Linked DNA regions of Mus musculus: region 2 is linked to region 1. Evidence: chromatin contacts called from public promoter capture Hi-C data. All regions are on one chromosome and are shown on one strand. Each heading gives the region's core, a stretch centred on a gene start, on an enhancer-like site or on the middle of the called end of the contact. The rest is flanking DNA. Distances are from core to core; before and after follow the strand shown. Region 1 holds the start of Hhla1 (HERV-H LTR-associating 1). Region 2 holds the start of Lrrc6 (leucine rich repeat containing 6 (testis)).

Region 1 (2,700 bases), core at 83-2,582:
TGGGGGAGAGACAGCAGGGTCCTGGGGCCTCCCTGCAAGGTTCTGTGAAAGACTGTGTCTCAAAAACAAAGCAGAAAGTAATAGATGATGACTGGGTTAAACATGGCCTACACACACACCACAAACCGAAACGTTCATGCTGAAGTGATTACACCCTGATGTCCTGGAAGTCACATAGGAACTTCCAGAGAAAAAGATTCTGGTAACTTGTCTCACAGCTGAATCCACACATGCATGTCTCCTAGCTCCTGTTCTCTCGTCTTTTCTATAAACTGCAGCCCTTGGTTTAGGAAAAGTAGAGAGATCCTGAGAAGTTTTCTCTTCCTAGTTCTCACCAAAATTGTAAATAAACACACTTCTGATGACTTTTTTGCTACTTGTTGGGTTGGTTGGTTGGTTTGTAAAAGAGCAAGCATTAGATGTTAGATTCAGCTGTCATTTGGGGTGTTGACCTCAGTCATCATGACTCCCTGCTGAAACCCCAGAGAAAAGCAGAATTCTAAATCCTAAAGACGCTTCTGCTGCCCTGCACCTCAACTACCTTACCTTATTTTACTTGCCAGAGTTGCGTTTACTAGGATGGAGGAGTTGGAACTTAATTTTTCTTCCAGAGGAAGGGCAAAAGAGCTTCTACCTAAACAGAAACACGCAGGCCTGTGGGCCTGGGCCCTGACTAGCTTACTGGGACAATTCAGGGTCTAGGAAAAACAACCTTACTTCATTTAGTGTTTTTATTCTACACAGCACCTATCAGCCTTAAAATCTGTCTATGTGGTTTTTATGTCAACAGAATAGTCTCCTTTGCTTAGTTCCCCTGACTTTTAAAACCTTGACATCTTTCCCTCGTTCAAAGCCTTGTGCACATGAGCAGTTGGTTGGCTTGAGTCTCCTGCTCTTGGTACCTGCCATCCTTGACCTCAGCCGGGACACACTTCTTTACAAGACTCTGGCTGGCTGTGTGCCAGATGATGTTGTGCCCAAAGATGACCAGGACAGGAAGGGAGACTCATCGCCTGCTTCCTGCTGTGCTATTCCCTCCACAGAGTAATTACTCTCCGGAAAGTTTTCCCATCCCTGACTGAATCGCTGCTTTGTCATTCAGCTCACGGATTCTATTCAGCTTATCACACAGGCATTTTTCTCTGATGGAGATGATCCTCTTTCACTGCCCCAAGTTTGGGGGAAGATTATTATCCCTCCCCCCTTCCCCCGTCCCCTCCCCCCAGAGGATTTAAAGCAAAGTTATCAAGCCTTCCCCACTCCTCCAACCCTGCCCCGCCCTGTATCTTTCACTAAGAACTCATATAAATCCTACCATTCTGACCTCACTGCTAATCTTCTTGGCTGTCTAAATTCTTTGAAGTCATTCATCCTGCTCAGGAGACCGGTGAGTTGTATACTATAGATATTTTAAGCTGCCTTTGGACTCCTCGCCCCAAAAGCGTGAGTTCAGCTAAGGAATGCTGTAATTCCTATGTTCTGGCTCCTGCAGGCTGACAGATAGAAGAGTCCTTTCTGCCAGATCTTCAGCACATTGAGTGAAGAGTGCATACTTTGATCACAATCTGTGGCTGCCCATTTCCTCTATGGTATTGATTAGGATCTTAAGGCATTCTTGAGCCAGTGGGGGGACAGATTGATTGTCCTCACTTCTGAGATAAAGAAAATATGATCTTCATTCCAAGAAATTGAACCAATAAGTGAAGAATGCCCCGAGATGTGTCTAACAGCAATGTAGCTGCTGCCAAATTTAACTTTCTGAGCTAAGTAAATCTCAACTCTGTTACGGACTCAGACAGTAAACAGACAACCCCCCCAACCCCCCGGCTTTTCTGGTCTTCTTGCCTTGAAATGAATGCTCTCTAGACTTCATTTTCTTCAGACTATGGAATGACAATAATAGCAACTAATGTCAAGGTGGCATCTTTTCCTCTTCAATAGATATTTTGAAAAGACAGCTCCTCACCTGTTTGAGTTGCTCTAAAGGTTGTGGTGGTGGCTGTCTGGGATTAAAATCTCGGGCTGTTATCACCATCGTAATGGCCTTGAGCAATTATTAACCCAGCCTCTACTTCCTCTTCAAGAAGAGGAAGCTGGTTCTAAGCTAGAAACAAGATGAGCAAGTGATCATAAAGATACATGGAGAATTAAATATCTCACATTCACTCTGGCTGTTCAGGCACCTGTGAACATTTTTTCCCTCTAAGCCACTGAGATTTCTGCATCGAAGGGCTATCTTAAGCCTTTCACAGTGCAATGGGAAAGGTAGACTTGCTTGTGAGTTCAAACCATACATTAATCTGTGCTCTGTATTAACTGGAAGCCATAAAATGTTTACCTAGACTCTAAATTTTAAGATCTTACTGTATATGCCAAAAATACTACAGCTGTTTGTTGATAAAAATAAGGATGTATCATAAGACTCTTAGATGGATCTTGACCCACTGGTCTCAAGTCACATCTTTTTATCTGTCTTCTTGGGAGTTTCTGGGCTTCTAACCCTTCCATCCATTCAAATACTCGGAAGTCATCAATTTTGTTGTTTAGCATCGGGTCCTTTCCATGACTTTCTGGGGAGGATTTTTGCAGGTAGGAAAGAATTTCCAGTTCTGTTGTTAAATGTTGTGTTTGGTTGGTTTGGACTTGGGTTTTTTGTTTTTGTTTGGGGTTTGATTTTGCTTTATATTTTTTATTGGTTTG
Region 2 (2,700 bases), core at 195-2,694, 520 kb before region 1:
CTGTTCTACATTGTTCTGCATAAAAAACACCCAAAACCAAACCAAACAACAACAACAAAAACCCCAGGAAATGAAGAACTGGGCATATTTGTAGAGATAGTAGATGTCACTTAAATTTATTCTGAGTGCTATTGGTTACCTCCTGGAATTCCAAAGTACTTCTCCCACTAAGGGGACATGGTGCCTAAAATTCTATCATTCCGATTCAGTACTTCAGGCTTGGCCAGTGAGGCACACTATTTCTTATCTACTCTTTCAGGATTACTGTTCAAAACTCCTCTGTGCAATTCCATCTAGGCCATACTGATGACCATCATCTGCCCTCCTCCATGCCATGCCTGTTGAGTTTCTTGTCTCTGTCACATCCACACCCTCATCTACACCTGACCCAGCCTATGATGGCCAACAGCCAACGCTGAACAGACACCTCTTGAAATCATAAATTTCTTTGCACTTAGCAATGCTCAGTAAATCTTTTTTTTTAAATAAATCTTTTAAAATGCATACAGACTGCACAAATTAAGCGCAATGCACTGTACTGGTTTACTGTGACTAGAGGATTTAAAAAATAAAAACCTTTTACAAATTGCATTTTTAAAAAGCAAATGGAGAGTTATATTTACGTTTGCAACTATGGCATACCTACATTCGCTTACTAAGTTGTGCCACATTAAATATTATCTGAACATTTGAGGAGGAATGATTAATCTTACCCAACTTTTCTTAGAGTCTTCAGACACTTGAGAAATGGGACTAGGAAAATACCAGACATGCATTGTGAGCTTAGAAGGACACTTCTGTGCCTTAGAATTAAAGGGGTGGTGTGTAGGCGAAGTGGGACAGGTCATAAAAATATAATTGTATAATATGTATGAATGTGTATATATATATATAATTGTAGGGAGTGAGTGAACGTAGAGCTATGATTTAAAAGGTTGTAATTGAATGGTAACAACTAATCTATAATGAACATATTTTTTTTAAGTCCTAAGTTCTTAAACAATAATTTAAAAAGAAAAACAAAATTAAAACAGTCTTTCAGTTCAGACATATTATTTAAGCTCCACAAAGTTTTTTTTTGTTTGTTTGTTTGAGTTCAGCTTATTATTTGTCTTAGACTCAGGGACAAATGCTAAAGACGTTTAAGGTCACAACTCTAATAAATAGAGTGGGAGCCAAATCAAATCTTCGTGACTTTTCACAAGTCAAATAGAATTGAGAGTACGGAGAAAACAGGCAGAAAACACGCCCAGGGAAAGATCCCATTAGGAAGTAAAGGCTCCCTGTGACTCTTTGATCTGGGCAGGACTGCTCCAAAGAAAGCCACAGGTGGGGACAGGGAACAGGATTAGGTCAGGGACAGTGGAGCTTGCCACTGCTATTCTTACTGCTTCTCTTCCGGAAGTCAGGAAACCCAGCGCCACCTGACCTCCTGCGGCTGCCATAGAATCCCTGTTGCCATGACTCCCGGATTGCGTCCCACACTCTGAGAGGCGCAGCTGCTAGGGCTGAGGGAAATCCTGCCTGCCGGTCTCCCTGTTTCCCTGACCAGAGATCCAGAAAAGCACCATGGGCCGAAGTAAGCGACCCTCACCCTCGGTGGGCTCAGCACCCGCTCCCCACGGCCAGCCAGTTCCCCTCCTCCCACCGCAGGGCCAGCCCCCAGGTGCCTCAGCTGCACCAGGCTCTCTGTCTTCTGCCCAGTACTCCTCAGATTCCCTCAAGATCCCTTAGGTCCTTCTGGGTCTGCGTAAGACCCCCTGAAGTCCCACCACGATATTTCATTATCCTATAGGTCCTCCTAAATCCTTTCAGGAGTTCTTGGGTCCCTTCAAGTCCCTTAAGTCTTATCAGGTCTCTTGAGGTCCCCTCAGATTCCTTATGTCCTCTCAAGTGCCTGCCATGTTCTCTACTTGTCACTGGCCAGCAGCTACCCAGTCTATGAAGTGGGCTCTAGGGAGAAAGGGACTTCGGGAAGACGGGATGGCTCAGCCTTAACACATGATTGGTTAGGCTGTGAAGTCCTGTGTGACACATTCTGTGTGCCACCATCTCGCTGAATAAGATAGTGCAGTCTAATGGAAGAGGGCACCAATTTTCAGAGTCATGGTTTGGTACACACCCTTCTCTATGGCCATCCTAAGAGTTCTATAACTTTGCTCTGGAACCCCATCTTTGAACCTCAGCGTCCTCATTTCCACAGCAAGGTTTTATTCTACAGTCTTAGTAAATAGGTAAAAGTGTTTATCTAAAGCTATTATAACTGTCCTCAAAGCGATGTGAGGAGTAAGTGTTTTTAGATTAGGTTGAATCATTTCTATTATCAAGGAATTTTTGATGCTAACAAATGGCATTTGCATACAGTTATCATTGTCAAAGTATCACCATATGTGTATAAGTGTGTGTGTGTGTGTGTGTGCATGCATACATGTGTGCAGATTCACATTTGTGTGCATATGGAATCTGGAGTTTGGCATCTAACATCTCAATTGCTTCCCACTGTATTTTCTTTAAATCAGGATCTCTCATTTAAAATAGAGCTTCTATTCAGTAAATTCACTAAACTGGCTGATCAATGAGTTAGAGGGGCCTGACTGTCTCTGCCTCTCTAGTGCTAGGATTACAGACATACCCTCCTCCATGGATGCTAGTAATCTAGACTCATGCCTTCATTCTTTACCAGCTGAGTCATCTCATCCT

The links. Promoter capture Hi-C pulls out the DNA fragments that hold promoters and counts their contacts.
Region 2: a contact with region 1 is called in a promoter capture Hi-C map of embryonic stem cells, with 2.5 times the contacts expected there. The contact joins the promoter of Lrrc6 here to the promoter of Hhla1 in region 1. A contact is called at or near these places in 3 of 39 promoter capture datasets (embryonic stem cells, hippocampal neurons and stem cell-derived epiblast-like cells).

What each region holds. Positions count from the first base shown.
Region 1 is chr15:65,975,436-65,978,135 of GRCm38.p6, reverse strand. It overlaps Hhla1 (HERV-H LTR-associating 1), which reads left to right and starts at 1,332. Exons shown (of 17, transcript NM_001145096.1): 1 at 1,332-1,387.
Region 2 is chr15:66,499,654-66,502,353 of GRCm38.p6, reverse strand. It overlaps Lrrc6 (leucine rich repeat containing 6 (testis)), which reads left to right and starts at 1,444. Exons shown (of 12, transcript NM_019457.2): 1 at 1,444-1,579. The coding sequence starts at 1,570. Gm31006 (a long non-coding RNA gene) reads right to left here and starts at 1,489. Exons shown (of 5, transcript XR_384154.3): 1 at 1,389-1,489; 2 at 714-753.